Linked DNA regions of Mus musculus: regions 2 and 3 are each linked to region 1. A link is a contact called in public promoter capture Hi-C data. All regions are on one chromosome and are shown on one strand. Each heading gives the region's core, a stretch centred on a gene start, on an enhancer-like site or on the middle of the called end of the contact. The rest is flanking DNA. Distances are from core to core; before and after follow the strand shown.

The links. Promoter capture Hi-C pulls out the DNA fragments that hold promoters and counts their contacts. Capture Hi-C pulls out chosen DNA fragments and counts their contacts.
Region 2: a promoter capture Hi-C map of liver shows a contact between it and region 1. The contact joins two enhancer-like sites. A contact is called at or near these places in 3 of 39 promoter capture datasets (the 3T3-L1 cell line and liver) and 2 of 9 other capture datasets (adipose tissue and liver).
Region 3: a promoter capture Hi-C map of liver shows a contact between it and region 1. The contact joins two enhancer-like sites. A contact is called at or near these places in 8 of 39 promoter capture datasets (the 3T3-L1 cell line, 3T3-L1-derived adipocytes, cranial neural crest and 3 more), 6 of 484 Hi-C or Micro-C datasets (the C2C12 cell line, liver, myocytes and 2 more) and 1 of 9 other capture datasets (pancreatic islet).

What each region holds. Positions count from the first base shown.
Region 1 is chr16:34,747,157-34,751,775 of GRCm38.p6, reverse strand. It overlaps a transcript of Mylk not described here. Among named protein-coding and RNA genes, the nearest start is that of Mylk, 35 kb to the left of the region's middle. Within about 2 kb of position 2,810, at least 13 of the 459 cell types and tissues checked have an H3K27ac peak or open chromatin away from gene starts, as enhancers often do. A contact at or near this core is called in liver, where this site is marked.
Region 2 is chr16:34,992,052-34,996,670 of GRCm38.p6, reverse strand. Mylk (myosin, light polypeptide kinase) reads right to left here. Exons shown (of 32, transcript NM_139300.3): 30 at 1,468-1,597. Among named protein-coding and RNA genes, the nearest start is that of Hacd2, 28 kb to the left of the region's middle. Within about 2 kb of position 2,565, at least 30 of the 459 cell types and tissues checked have an H3K27ac peak or open chromatin away from gene starts, as enhancers often do. A contact at or near this core is called in liver, where this site is marked.
Region 3 is chr16:34,892,749-34,897,367 of GRCm38.p6, reverse strand. It overlaps Mylk (myosin, light polypeptide kinase), which reads right to left. Exons shown (of 32, transcript NM_139300.3): 10 at 2,423-2,557. Among named protein-coding and RNA genes, the nearest start is that of 1700119H24Rik, 44 kb to the left of the region's middle. Within about 2 kb of position 2,832, at least 5 of the 459 cell types and tissues checked have an H3K27ac peak or open chromatin away from gene starts, as enhancers often do. A contact at or near this core is called in liver, where this site is marked.

The sequences.
Region 1 (4,619 bases), core at 1,561-4,060:
TATTCATTTCAAAGAAGGAAAGGTGTCAAAAATCTGAGGCTTAAACACTGCTGGGCAAAGAAAGCAAAAACAATAGTTTTATCTCACTTGAGACATAGATGCAAAGACCCAAAATAAAATACCACACAGTCAGAGACAACATGCCCTAAAAACAAACAAAAACAGCAACAAATCTAAATCTTAACCCAGTGTCTGTCTTGAAACAAGGATTGACCACCATTCAGAACTCATGAACACTGATTGTAAAAACCAGCAGCGTTACATCCCAAAATCATGTGAAACTAACATAGTTCGGAAGGATCTTTCATTTTAGTTGTACCAATGATGAAGAAACGAGTATGCAGCTCTATGAACAAAATGCTTGGCCACTGTCAAATGTGTGCATCAGAGGAGATGCTTGTTTCCTGAGAAACTAACTACGCAAGGCACAGCTTCTATCCCTACCCCATTCCCTCCCTCCCTCCTTCCTTCCCTCCTCCCTTCCCTCCCTCCCTTCTTTCTTTTTACCTAACCAGAGTTGGTTTGTCAATTCTGAAGATTTATTGCTAATTCACAAAACAAAGAAACAACGACATCATGAAAAAAAAATCCACTCAGGATTGAGCCTCATCTTTGGCTGCTCTCAGAATCATCCAGGGAGCTTTGTGCAGAAAAAAAAAAAACAAAAGCAGAAATCAAAACAAGGCAAACATCAGAGAGTCCCTGGACCCACTGAGCCAGCTGGACTAGAAGGGAAACATTATTTTACAGCTCTGGAACCCTGCTGTAAGGAATAAACACCACTACACCCTTCCCCAGCAGATTTTCCAAAGTTGTTATAAATTTTCACCATAAAAAAAAATCAAATAAAATGTTAAAGCATTCCATAATCCTGCATGACTTGTCACCTTAAATTCTGCAAGAACAGATTGCTCCAGATTTTGAAGCCGAGGTCAAAGGCAGCCTGCATTGGGGTCAAGAAATAGAAACTCAACTCATTGCTGAACAACCAGGTAAAGACAGAAGAGTTAAACCGGCAAAGAGGCACATGGAGAATGTTCCAGAAGAGAATGCACCAGAGAGACAGGGAAGTACTCACTAGGTGAAGGCTGTTGTGGGACAAAGCAGCGAACTTGGAGAGACACGGGGCTGGGTGGGGGTGGGGGTGGGGGTGGGGGTGGGGTGTTTCTGAATTTCTAGGTGAGATTATTCCAAGGGACCAGAACTAGCAGAGGTTTCTGAAGATGGGGTGGCATGGTCAGACTGTGCTTTAAGACTCACAAAGCAGAGGCTGGAAAGATGCCTCGGGCATTAAGAATACTGGCTGCTCTTTCAGAGGATCAGACTTCAATCCCAGCACACACTTAGCAGCTAACAACAATCTCTAACTGCAGTTCTGGGAATCCAATGCCCTCTTCTGGCCTCCGTGGGCACAGCATGCATTCTATATATATAGACACATGCAGACAAAACACCCATACCACCAAAGCTAAATAACAATTTAAAGTAAAGCAAATTAGGGAGGGTGACTTTTAAGGACTCTAGGGCTCCAACTAGAAGAGACAATAGGGCCAGTCTGTGCCCATTCCTCTGTTTTAGGAGAAGACATTGGTCATCCCAGCCCATCACAGTCTTCTATCAGCACAGATGGGAGATGAAAACTGTGGGTGATTCAGTTCACCACGGTGCTTCTTATGCCTCCTTGCTCCTGCAAACTCATGTGGGCATGTCTCCATTAGTCCAGTGCTCAGCAGTTTAGAGCGACAAACGAAGCACGAGAAGAGAGAACAGAGCCCCCAGAAACCACCAGACTTCCATGGGACGGAGCCTTTGCTGAAGCCATAGAATTCCCTCTCATTATTTTCGATTCAGCATAAAATTGAATTCACGCCTGGAATACTCTGGGCAGAAAGAAAACAAGCCCAGAAATGAAAATCATTCAGGAAATAAATCTCAGGAGAAGCAGACAGGCATGGCTGGGGGAACAGCACGGGGTCAAAGGTGTCCCACCAGGTGCCAGCTGAGAAGGGGCTGAGCCCTTGCAGACATGGAGCCAAGAGTTCCTGGCCCTCTCTCCCAGCACACATCCCCCTGCTCTCTTCCTGTGTCTGAGGCCTTCCCCACCACAGCAGGCCCTGAGCTTCTTGCTGCTTTGCACACTTTTAAGTTCTGCGTCATTCCTGTTTTCTTTTTACTTCATTCATGGCAACTGTGTCCTCATACAGACCCAAGTCTAGAAGGGCTAAGACCCTTGGCTTTATGCTCATCCACACAACGTAGTGGAGAGTAGGTAGCTAATTATGTTTGCTGGCTCATTTATAGTTATTCCATGGGCATGATGAATGCTGTGACTCAGTAGGTTATAATAATGATTTCCCTATTTTCCATCCGGTAGTTAAGCATGTATGTATGGATGAACACGAACTGGCATGCATGCATATATGTGGAAGCTAAAAGTCAACTCTAGGTGTCTCTTCTCAGGAGCCACCTATCTGCCTTGTTATTTTGAGATAGAAAATCTCACAGACCTGAAGATCACCTAGTAGGTGGCTGGTTACTAGACAGGCTGGCCATGAACCCTAGGGATCGCCAGCCTCTGCCTTCCCAGGGCTGAGATTATGGGCCTGTGCCACCAAGGCTGTTTTTTTTTTTTTTTTTTAAACATGGCTTCTGGAAATGAAACGCAAGTTTTCACACTTGGGAGGCAAGCACTTCAGTGACTGAATTACTACAGCCTTGGCAATTTAATTTTTGAAACTGCCCTTTCATGGTCAAATAAAGACACTACTGTTCCCCGAGAACACCCAGCCAGTAAACAGGACAGGACAGATCTGAATGTATGGTTAAAGTTCAAAATTCACCTGCCTCCTGCCAGTTTTCTGAAGAACTACCTGTACTTTAACAAAAAAAAAAAAAAAATCATTAATTTCTGGAAACAAAAGGTACACCACAGCTGCATTTTTTTAAACCTCAATATGTGCCCAAATTACCAGTGTTCTCTGACGAATATGAGAAGTAATTTATAAGGCCCTGGCTTAACAAATTAACATTAGATCTAAGGGCTCAGAGCTAGAGGGAAAATCAAGCTGCAGATCTGAAAGAAAGGAAATCCTCTCCTCATCCCCTCTCCTTTGTCCCGGGGGCTTTGGGTCTCCAGAGGGCTGTGCACTGAGACCCAGGAGGGAGGAGCAGAGCAGCAGAGCCCAGGGTGGGCAGAATAGGAGGGAGGGGCACAGACCTACCAGGAGTGGGGGAGGGGACAGCGCTGGGAAATTCGAGAAGCTGGATCTACACAGAAATTCCCAGAGCTCCCTAGTGGGGTTCCCATTGTGAGCATTCGCCCTCAGACACCCAGGGACAGTGAGCAGGAGGACACTGAAAAGAAGATCCCAGGGAGCAGCTGAAAAGTCAGCCTCCCTCAGTCCCTGAGCTGCAAGCAGCAATTCCTGCTGACCCGGCCTGTGCCCCAGCCCCGCCTGTCATGCCACAACTCGACAGCCTGGCATCTGAGGTGCAGGTACCAAGGCAGAAAGGATGACCTCCTGGCCTGTGGTGACAAACCAGGTCCAACAGCCCTGAGCACGTGCATGTAAGAGCAGCGCTTACTCACCCTGTGAGCTTTACCTGGAGGAAGAGGTTGGCAGCTAAAATTCAAATCGGAATAATGAAAGGCACCTGCAAAATGGGAGATGTGGGAGATATGTGACGGACAGGCAGCTTGCTGCCTGGCACCTCAGGACTCCTTGGGACAGGAGGCTGAGAGAGCAAAGGGAAAGGAAAGAAGTCACGTGACACCGGGGCTCACTGCAGTGACATTGCTCTGTCTTCAGACTGGATGACTGCTTGATAATTCTTTGGTTCTGAGCCCCCATGACAACCAGTTGATCCTACTGGGACCCAAGCATCTATGTGTGTAAGTCTTCCATGCAAATGGATCCCACCTCTTGGCTTCTGTGCATACCCCTTGTTGGCCAGAGGTGGAGGGCAGGGAAAGGTTCAACAGATTGTGTGTGTGCATATGTGTATATATGCACATATCATATGTATCTACTAATAATTCATGAAAAAAGAGGCCATGGATTTGAAGGAGAGAAAAGTGGGGAATATTTAGAGAGAGCAAAGGGAAAGGGGAAATGTAATTATACTCTCAAAACATTTTTAATTGCTCTATATTGAATGTCTCTATTGTTGGAAAACATTACTTTATACAGTGTTGTTCTCTAAATTCCACTAGCTTTGCAGAAAGGACAGAAGGTGAGGGGTTTTGTGTTGTTTATTTGTTTGTCTAGGTGGTTTGTTTTGTTTTAGCAAGGTCTCTCTATGTAGTTCTGGCTGTCCTAAGACTTGCTATGTTGACCAGGCTGGCCTCTGAACTCACAGGGAGCCTCCTGCCTCTGCCTCCAGAGTGCTAGGATTAAAAGCATGCGTCACCACTGCCCGACCAACAGGAGGCTTTTATGAACGAATAATGTGTGTGCACTGCAAAACATTTTTCTCAGAAAGAGACTAAACGAGACTCCTGTGTTGACTGCAATGCTTCATTCTTAAATCCCTACTGTGTGAGTCTCTTTAACAAAGAAACAACAAACCAACTAGGTGCCTTTCACAGGGAAAAATATGGGACTAAATAAAGATGTGTA
Region 2 (4,619 bases), core at 1,316-3,815, 250 kb before region 1:
GTTTAAAAGGTTCCTTCCTTCCTTCCTTCCTTCCTTCCTTCCTTCCTTCCTTCCTTCCTTCCTTCCTCCCTCCCTCCCTCCCTCCCTCCCTCCCTTCCTTGTGTCCTTCCTTCCTTCTGTCCTTCTGCCCGTCCTTCCTTCCTTCCTTCCTTCCTTCCTTCCTTCCTTCCTTCCTTCCTTCCTTCCTTCCTTCCTTCCCTCCCTCCCTCCCTTTCTCTCTCTCTCCCCTCCCCCTTAAAGTTTCTATAATTTAGCAAATAGTGCTGCTTAGGGAAGTGAATCATAGCACGTCTTTCTCCTGGGGATGAACTGGCCTGCTGCCAAATGGTTTCTGGCAGCAGAGAGCACTGTGCCCAAAACAGGGAACTGCTCAGCCTCCCTCTTCCCCGATGCTGACACACTGAAAAAGAAAGTCATCTTGAAAAAGGATTTTTTGGCTGAACTTCTCGGACTTCAGGATTCGGTTGAGGGTGTGAGGACAGAAGCTACTCCTTTTCTGATCTTGGTGCCTGGCCTTCTGTTGCGGCAGGTCTATCACCAGCTCCCGAGAAAGCTCCACGACACCCGGAACTGGCCAGAGTGGCTTTTCCGTACCTATATAGCGTTCAAGGTACCCAGCTCCAGACCAGGATGTGGGATACGTCCAGGGAAAAACCAAGCCCCGGAGGAGGTTTTGCGTCCCCTCCTGTCCCTTCAGACAATTTCTGGCACACCTGGAGGAGCAGCAGAGGCACTGCAGACTGTTGGGAGCTGAGAGAATGCTCTAGAACAGCCAACGACCCTACCTTGTGCACAAAGCACTTCTAGACTCACTTCCCCACCCGGAGGTACCAAATCATCTTCACAATGGGCATGAGGGGCGTCTGCCTCGAGAAGATGAGGGTCTTCACATGTCTGTCTAAAACACCAAAGGCCAAGGCCTTCGCTGCGGAGATGGCCGAGGTAGCATTTTGCATGTGGCGGCAAGGAGCCACATCAGTCCCAGGAGGGGCCTACTGACCAGTCTGTCCAGGCCACACAGATTTCACATATTTCAGCTGTATAAATGCTGTCATGGAATCTGCCCTGTACAAGTTAATTTTTCTTTAAAACAAAAACATAAGGCAGCAGAAGTTGGAAGGGTATTTTTAAAATGTTATGTAACCATATGTGATTTTATTTTATTTATTCTTGTCTATCGGTATACAAAAAAATCTCCTTTATAATAAAGAAAAAAAAGAAAGAAAGATCTTAATAAAGGCTTCCTTAAGTCTTCCACAAAATTTAGGCAAAAGAAGCCGATAATCTGGTTCTAGCAAACAAATAATAGCCTTTGCTCTGAAAATAGTTAACAATTAAAGAATAATTACCAGAGTTAATAGTTGTCAGGGAAACCCAAAAAGTCTTTCTGAATTTATCACTGTAGAGCATAAATGTTCCTCTACTCGCAACTCTTCCCCTCTCACGAGTGCCTGGGAAAAGCCTTACCTTCAGACTCTAGTTTCTCCGCATTGATTGGGCTGGTTGGTGACCCTGTTGAAGATTTCCTGCCACTGAGCCCTGAGATCATTGCCATAGAGGACAGTCTCCCGATGGCTCTCACAGCATTGCCCGTTTTCTGGAAAAGAGATACGGAGGTTGGACTCAGGCGGTGTCCCTGGTTCCAGTTTGCAAGTTCTGATCAGAGATGAAGAGCCCAGGCTGGGAGAAGCAGCCACTGGATGCAGGGCCTTTGGAGTGAGCCCAGCCTCTCTCTCCTCACACTGTCAGCGTGTCCGAAGATGTTCGGAGAATGGAATGGGTTCTGGAACTGATGTGCGAGTTAATGTGACTAAACAAGGTCAACATGAGACAAAAACTCTTTTCATACTGTGCTTCAACTCCCATAAAAGGGATAGTTTATATAAAGCAACTGCAGCCTGAGACAGCTCCAAAGACTTATTGCTGACTGGGCCCAGTGGGGCTGTTCCTCATAAAACAATGCCTGCAATAGGATTTCAAGTGGTCAAAGAGACAGTTACTACAGACCCCACGGGTCCAGGAAAATGAAGCAGTGTTCGTATTATTGATCTTGGGCAAGCCACTTGACCTCTCCAGGCTTCAGTTTCCTTCTGTGTCTAAGAAGGGGTCAGGCAGGATGGTCTCCAAGGTCCCATTTAGTTCTGTTTATGATTGAGATACTTCAGAGATTTGAGGGGAAACCCAGGCTGGCCCCAGCGCCAGTTTATGGTTGCCCAGTGGAGCTGTTCCTCCCCAGGGTCCATGCTGGTGCCTGAGACAAACACCCAAAAATGGGCCACTTAGGAGAGGGTGAAACTTTTGCTGACCAGTATAAGGATCTGCCATATAACATCTACGTACTGTGAAAGTTCTGTGTTCCCATATGTTGCCTTTCCTGTGTGGACCGCACATTCTGCTAGCAAAACCGCTTTCTTCCTGGATTAATTTTACATACTCAGACATTTCAGTGAAGCCTCACAATTCTGACTGCTTGGAATTTTCAGCAGAGACCTGCTGTTGCAATCGTAGCTGCATTTCCAGTCTGCACTCTGCCCTCCTTGTTAGAACCTATTTTTATTCACTTTGGACAAACAATCAAACTGGCTCTGATATCTGGCCATCAATATCCTCCTGCACACAGCATGGTAGAGTGTGGGTATGTTCCTGGCTCTCTGCTACCACAGTGAACAGAACCCAGGGTTCCCGGGTAGGGTGAAGAGACAAGGTACTGGCCCAGCAGAGGGAAAGTCCTCAGGCACCCCCGGTGGTCTGGCTGATGGCTTTGTAGGTCGCAGTGTGAGAAATCCACCTGTTCTCACGGGGACCTACCTTGTCCTGGGAACTGATATAAGGTGGCGCCCGTCTCAGTGGAGTCAAGATCATAGCAGCTCACTCCCCAATCAGCTGATCCCTCCCTTCTCACACACTGGTTTGTTCTGGGCTCAGTGTTGAACCCAGAGGGTTCCTCCCAGCAAGGCCAGTTCTCCGACCACTCATTGCTCTATGACCTTGTCCAAGTTAGCTCTTCCTTCTCTGAGGACTGGTGTCCAGATTTTCAATAGAATCAGTATTTGTACTCTTCTTGTAGCTCTAGTTTTCCCAAAGGATTTCTTATTCCTGCTCAGGAATGGGTAGGGTAGCAGCACCCCAGCCCTCCGCCCTGAGCCCACCGACTCTGGTTCCAGACAGGTAGAGTGGGGTTTGTTGGGATTGTATTCACTGCACGCTGTGGAGAGATGATGCCTTTCTTCTTTCTTGGTTTTATTTTGTAACTAATGTTACCAATATGAGCTTATCAGAAAGAGGCAAACAAAAGGTCCAGTGTTTCAGATGGAGTAGCAAACACATTAGGCACAGACACTGTCATGTGGACAAACTCCCAGCAGACAGAGACGTTCACTTAATTTCTTAAGTGGGAGTATTTGCAAGAGCTTAGTAAGGAAGAAAAAAAAAGGTCGACACCAGAATTCATTCTTTGGAAAGTGCTTTCTGGAAACCAACAGAAAGGATGTTGGCACTGTCCAGTCAACTTGCATGTCCCTGAGCTGAAACCTGATTGTGGCTTCACAGAGACCTTTGGAAATTTTGGAACAAAAACCATCAGAGCCAAGTTTCAGTTCTTGAGCCTGTTTCAAGAGGCCTGCTTTCTTTGTTGGAGGACAAGGTTGGCTAAGGCTGTGATCTTGGCAGGCAAAGTCTGTCTAGGCCTCCCGAACATAGTCCCAATTCCCTAGCTCTTGGAGAGCCAGCTAGGATGACAAGGACAGGTGGCGCACCACTGTTCATCTCCCAGGATTAGGGTCTTTCAGTGCTAATGGCAAACGATGTCCGGTAAACTTAGGCAAACTGGTCACCCAAGCACTAGCCTGTAAACATCTTTAAAACAGCCTGAGGATGACAGGGCCTCTGACAAGTATATGATGGCCAAGAGTTGTCTATATTTAACTGGGAGTGGTGGTGCACGCCTTTAATCCCAGCACTTGGAAGGCAGAGGCAGGTGGATTTCTGAGTTCGAGGCTAGCATGGTCTACAAATTGAGTTCCAGGACAGCCAGGGCTATACAGAGAAACCCTGTCTCAAAAAACAAAACAAAACAAAACAAAAAAAGAGATGTCTATATTTATATTTCTATATTAAAATATAAGCAGTCTGTATTATTTCTATATTAAAATATAGAGCACTCTGTATTCATGTATCTATATTAAAATATAGAGCAGACTCTAATATTTTTCCCCTTTATTTTTATACACATTTCTGGGGTCTCTGCAGTTTCTAGAAAATAAATGCATCTAACTTTAGGCTGTTAATTCCCACTCTTCTTTCTACTCCCACTCCCACGCCCAGCCTTTTACATCTAGTTAGCAGACAGAAGCCCTGCTATCCTCCCAAACTCACCCCAATTGCTACACTTCACATACATAGCTTGGCACTAGGCTTTCAGTATGAACTGAAAACACGCCTTCTTTCAGAACTTTACCCAAAGACCAATGGTATGATTAGATACCTGTGCCCCACTTAGTCCTGCAAGGAGAGATTTGTTACCAGGTTAATTCCCTGTTTTGGGGACCTTTTATCAGAATAGGGGAGTTGTTACAAGGTTCCTTCTGGAGTTGGCATGGACACATGTGCCTCATGCTCTC
Region 3 (4,619 bases), core at 1,583-4,082, 150 kb before region 1:
TAGGGGACTTTTTGGATAGCATTTGAAATGTAAATGAAGAAAATATCTAATAAAAAATTGAAAAAACAAAACAAAACAACCCCCCCCCCAAAAAAAAACCACTTCACAGCCTAGAGGCTTGTTTGGACTAGTTAGAAGCTACGGAAGGGAATTTAAGCACTATTGCCCTCTAGTGGGAAAAGTGTGGATAGCCAAGATCTACCCCATGCTCGATATTAAATATATATTATAATATCTAATCATTTACATTTAATATTATTTAGAATATAACATATAATATGTATTTATATGTTGCAATATATATATATGTTCTTTGGGAATTTCATACAATGTACTTTGGTCATGGTCTTCCCAACTCTCCCCCTCATCCCTACCAGATCGGTTCCCATCTCAGCCTGCAACTTTGTGTCCCTTTTGTTTTGTTTTGCTTTGCTTGATTAACTCAGTGAGTCCAATCTATGCTGTTCATATATTCTTGAGAATGGAGCATGACAGGCCAACCAGGGGCCACACCCTTAAAGAAAACAGATTCTTTTTCCTCCAGAAGCCACTAACTACCAATAGCTCATTAGCTAGGGCTAGGGGCTGGTGAGCCCTTCCCTGCTCCATGCTAGAATGTTAACTGGATGGATCTTGTACGGGTCTCATGCAGGCAGCCACAGCTGCTGTGGGCTCATGACTGCATCAGCCCTGTCTTGCCCAGAAGACACTGTTCCAGCCCAGCCCTCCTCTACTTCTGGATCTCATGGTCTTTCTGACCCATTTACTGAGGTGGTCCCGAGTTTTGGGATGAATACAATATCGACAGCTCATTTGTGGCTGGGCATTCCAACGATACTCATTTCCCGCATACTTGACCAGCTGTGAGTTTCTGTTAACCATCATCTACTGCACAAAAAACCTTTTTTGTACTGACTTATGCAATTTGGTTTCACATAGCTGGCAAACCAAAAGTGCTATTTAAGTAGTATGTGTGTGTAATTAACATTAATATATTAAAATATATTGATACATATTTTTAATATAATGAAAACAATTTTATGACATGAGGAAATTGCATGACATTCTTATTTCAGTGCCCATAAACTTTCCACAGTCTGCTGTCTTTACGCCACAGCGGTGGAGTTGGTTAGTTGGTACAGAGGTATGTACCCTGGACACCTGGAAGGATTTACAAACTGGCTCTCCGGAGGAAATGCTCATTGACCCTTGTTTAGCTTTGCCCGGTCAAAGTGAAGCTCTCACTCAGACCCATGATTGGCCCTTAGGCTCACACCCGGCTCTAGCTGCAAGCAGGCTGGGTCCTTGCCCTCAGTCCCAGGCTCTGTCCATGGGTGAGGGGTAGACTGCAGTTCTCACCTATCTACCGAAGCTAACTGGAGGGAGTTCGTACAACACGTGCTCGCACTCACTCCCTGGCAAAGCCTGAAAGAACTGTGGTGATACCGAGGCTTACAGCAAAGGGTCAGGACGATGACACACCTGGGGACTACTTGGTGACAAGCGGTGGGTGCTGCCTCTTATGAGGCTTGTGCTGTAAGATGCAAGAACTGGCTAAGATCACAAGCTCTCTGCCTCCAAATCAGAAGATCAGTTATCTGATGACTCTGGGCTGGAGAGTCCCCTCTTAGCAGGTCCCTAAGGTTTCTTACCAACAGCCTCTGCCCAGCTATGCCCACTGAACAGACTGTTCCCAGTTTTAAAGTCAGTCTCCCACACTTAAATTTAAATTAAAAATTAAAAATTAGAAGACCCTCAAAAGAGGAGAAGGGTGAGAATATTTGTTAATTATTTTTTCAAAGAGTTATTACTTATGCCAGGCAGTGATGGGACACACTTTTAATCCCAGCACTTGGAAGCAGAGGCAGGCAGATATCTCTGAGTTCATGGCTAGCCTCTTCTACACAGTAAATTTCAGGACAACCAGGGCTACATAGAGAGACCCTGTCTCAAAAACAAAACAAAAGTCAGAGAGCTTTACTTAATTATAGAATTACAATTAACATCATAATGAATCACTAGTTTTTATTCTAGATCCACCTGCCCCTCGATAAAAGGTCAAATTCCTTGGCTACTTTCTAACGTGGGTCACTGGGTTATCCATCTGCATGTTCATTTATCAACTCAATAAACGCCTATCGATGCTCTCTTAGGAGTCTAATCATAAGATATGAAATTGAGCTGCATACGTATCTTTGGGCAGGTATCTCACCCTCCCACTTTATACATGTGAAGGAAGTGAGTTCTCCTAGCTGCCCTGCCAGGCTGGCAGCAGTATTCCCAAAGAGCAGATGAGCCAGGCCAGCTAGCAAACAGCCGAGCCAGTTCCCACGTCTTCCCTTCTCTGCCCTTCTGAGGCACATATGGTTCGGAGTGACAAGTGAACTCAGTTGCACAGGGACTGGAGCAAGGGGAAACTCACCATTGAGCAGCCACGTGACCCGGGGTGCTGGAGTCCCCTGCACTGAGCACCGTAGCACAAAATCCTGGCCCTCAATGACAACACTGTCCTTCAGAACACTAGAGAATGAAGGGGCTGTCTGTGCCAAGTTCGGCCCTGTGAAGGGAAACAACAGATAGGCCCTCTTAGGTCCCAGCTCACCCACCTGGTGACCAACCAGTTATCTCAAGCCTTGCAAGGCAAACAGCCCATTGTCCTGTGCCCTGGGCTTCCTCAACAGCTGGCTGTGTCTTGCCTACCTCCATCCTTAGGGAGGAAAGGCATTGATGCCTGCAGTACAACTGAAAAGGGGCCTTCCAGGGTCACAAAGCTTCCTAGGGCTATGGCGCTCACACCCAGGCCTGCCTTCTCTCCTTGTGACTCAGGCCTCTCCCATCTACTTTTGACATTTGACCTCTGCTATCCTGATGATCCTGGGAATGCCTTCTCCCTCCTTTCTGGGTGTGACTGTGTTCCAGCTCTCCTCTTTTTACATACCATCACTAATTACACGGGCTTATTGCATGGTTCAAATCTGTAGAAACTACAGGTCCATGGTGGGAATATTTCCATCTGAAGTTATTTTAATTGTTTTTTTTTTTTTTTTACAATTCCAGGAATGAATCAAACAGCCAAGAGTCATATGTGTTTTCCAAGTGTGGCTTGAGCCCTGTTCTAAGTCCAAGGTTCAAAGTGACAGAGGACACACACACACACACACACACACACACATGCACACACACAGATGAATCTCTACTCTAAGAGACCTGCCAGCTGGATTTTCAAAGTTCAAACCTTCCACAATGTGAATCTAAAAACACTTTAAACTTTGAGGACCGGGGCTAGAGCGATGGCTCAGTGGTTAAAAGAACTGACTGTTCTTCCAGAGGTCCTGAGTTCTCAGTGGTTAAAAGAACTGACTGGCTTCCGCTCGACTCGAGACTCGAGCCCCGGGCTACCTTGCCAGCAGAGTCTTGCCCAACACCCGCAAGGGTCCACACAGGACTCCCCACGGGACCCTAAGACCTCTGGTGAGTGGATCACAGTGCCTGCCCCAATCCAATCGCACGGAACTCGAGACTGCGGTACATAGGGAAGCAGGCTACCCGGGCCTGATCTGGGGCACAAGTCCCTTCCGCTCGACTCGAGACTCGAGCCCCGGGCTACCTTGACAGCAGAGTCTTGCCCAACACCCGCAAGGGCCCACACGGGACTCCCCACGGGACCCTAAGACCTTTGGTGAGTGGAACACAGCGCCTACCCCAATCCAATCGCGTGGAACTTGAGACTGCGGTACATAGGGAAGCAGGCTACCCGGGCTTGATCTGGGGCACAAACCCCTTCCACTCCACTCGAGCCCCGGCTACCTTGCCAGCTGAGTCGCCTGACACCCGCAAGGGCCCACACAGGATTCCACACGTGATCCTAAGACCTCTAGTGAGTGGAACACAACTTCTGCCAGGAGTCTGGTTCGAACACCAGATATCTGGGTACCTGCCTTGCAAGAAGAGAGCTTGCCTGCAGAGAATACTCTGCCCACTGAAACTAAGGAGAGTGCTACCCTCCAGGTCTGCTCATAGAGGCTAACAGAGTCACCTGAAGAACAAGCTCTTAACAGTGACAACTAAAACAGCTAGCTTCAGAGATTACCAGATGGCGAAAGGCAAACGTAAGAATCCTACTAACAGAAATCAAGACCACTCACCATCATCAGAACGCAGCACTCCCACCCCACCTAGTCCTGGGCACCCCAACACAACCGAAAATCTAGACCCAGATTTAAAAACATTTCTCATGATGATGATAGAGGACATCAAGAAGGACTTTCATAAGTCACTTAAAGATTTACAGGAGAGCACTGCTAAAGAGTTACAGGCTCTTAAAGAAAAGCAGGAAAACACAGCCAAACAGGTGATGGAAATGAACAAAACCATACTAGAACTAAAAGGGGAAGTAGACACAATAAAGAAAACCCAAAGCGAGGCAACGCTGGAGATAGAAACCCTAGGAAAGAGATCTGGAACCATAGATGCGAGCATCAGCAACAGAATACAAGAAATGGAAGAGAGAATCTCAGGTGCAGAAGATTCCATAGAGAACATCGACACAACAGTCAAAGAAAATACAAAATGCAAAAGGATCCTAACTCAAAACATCCAGGTAATCCAGGACACAATGA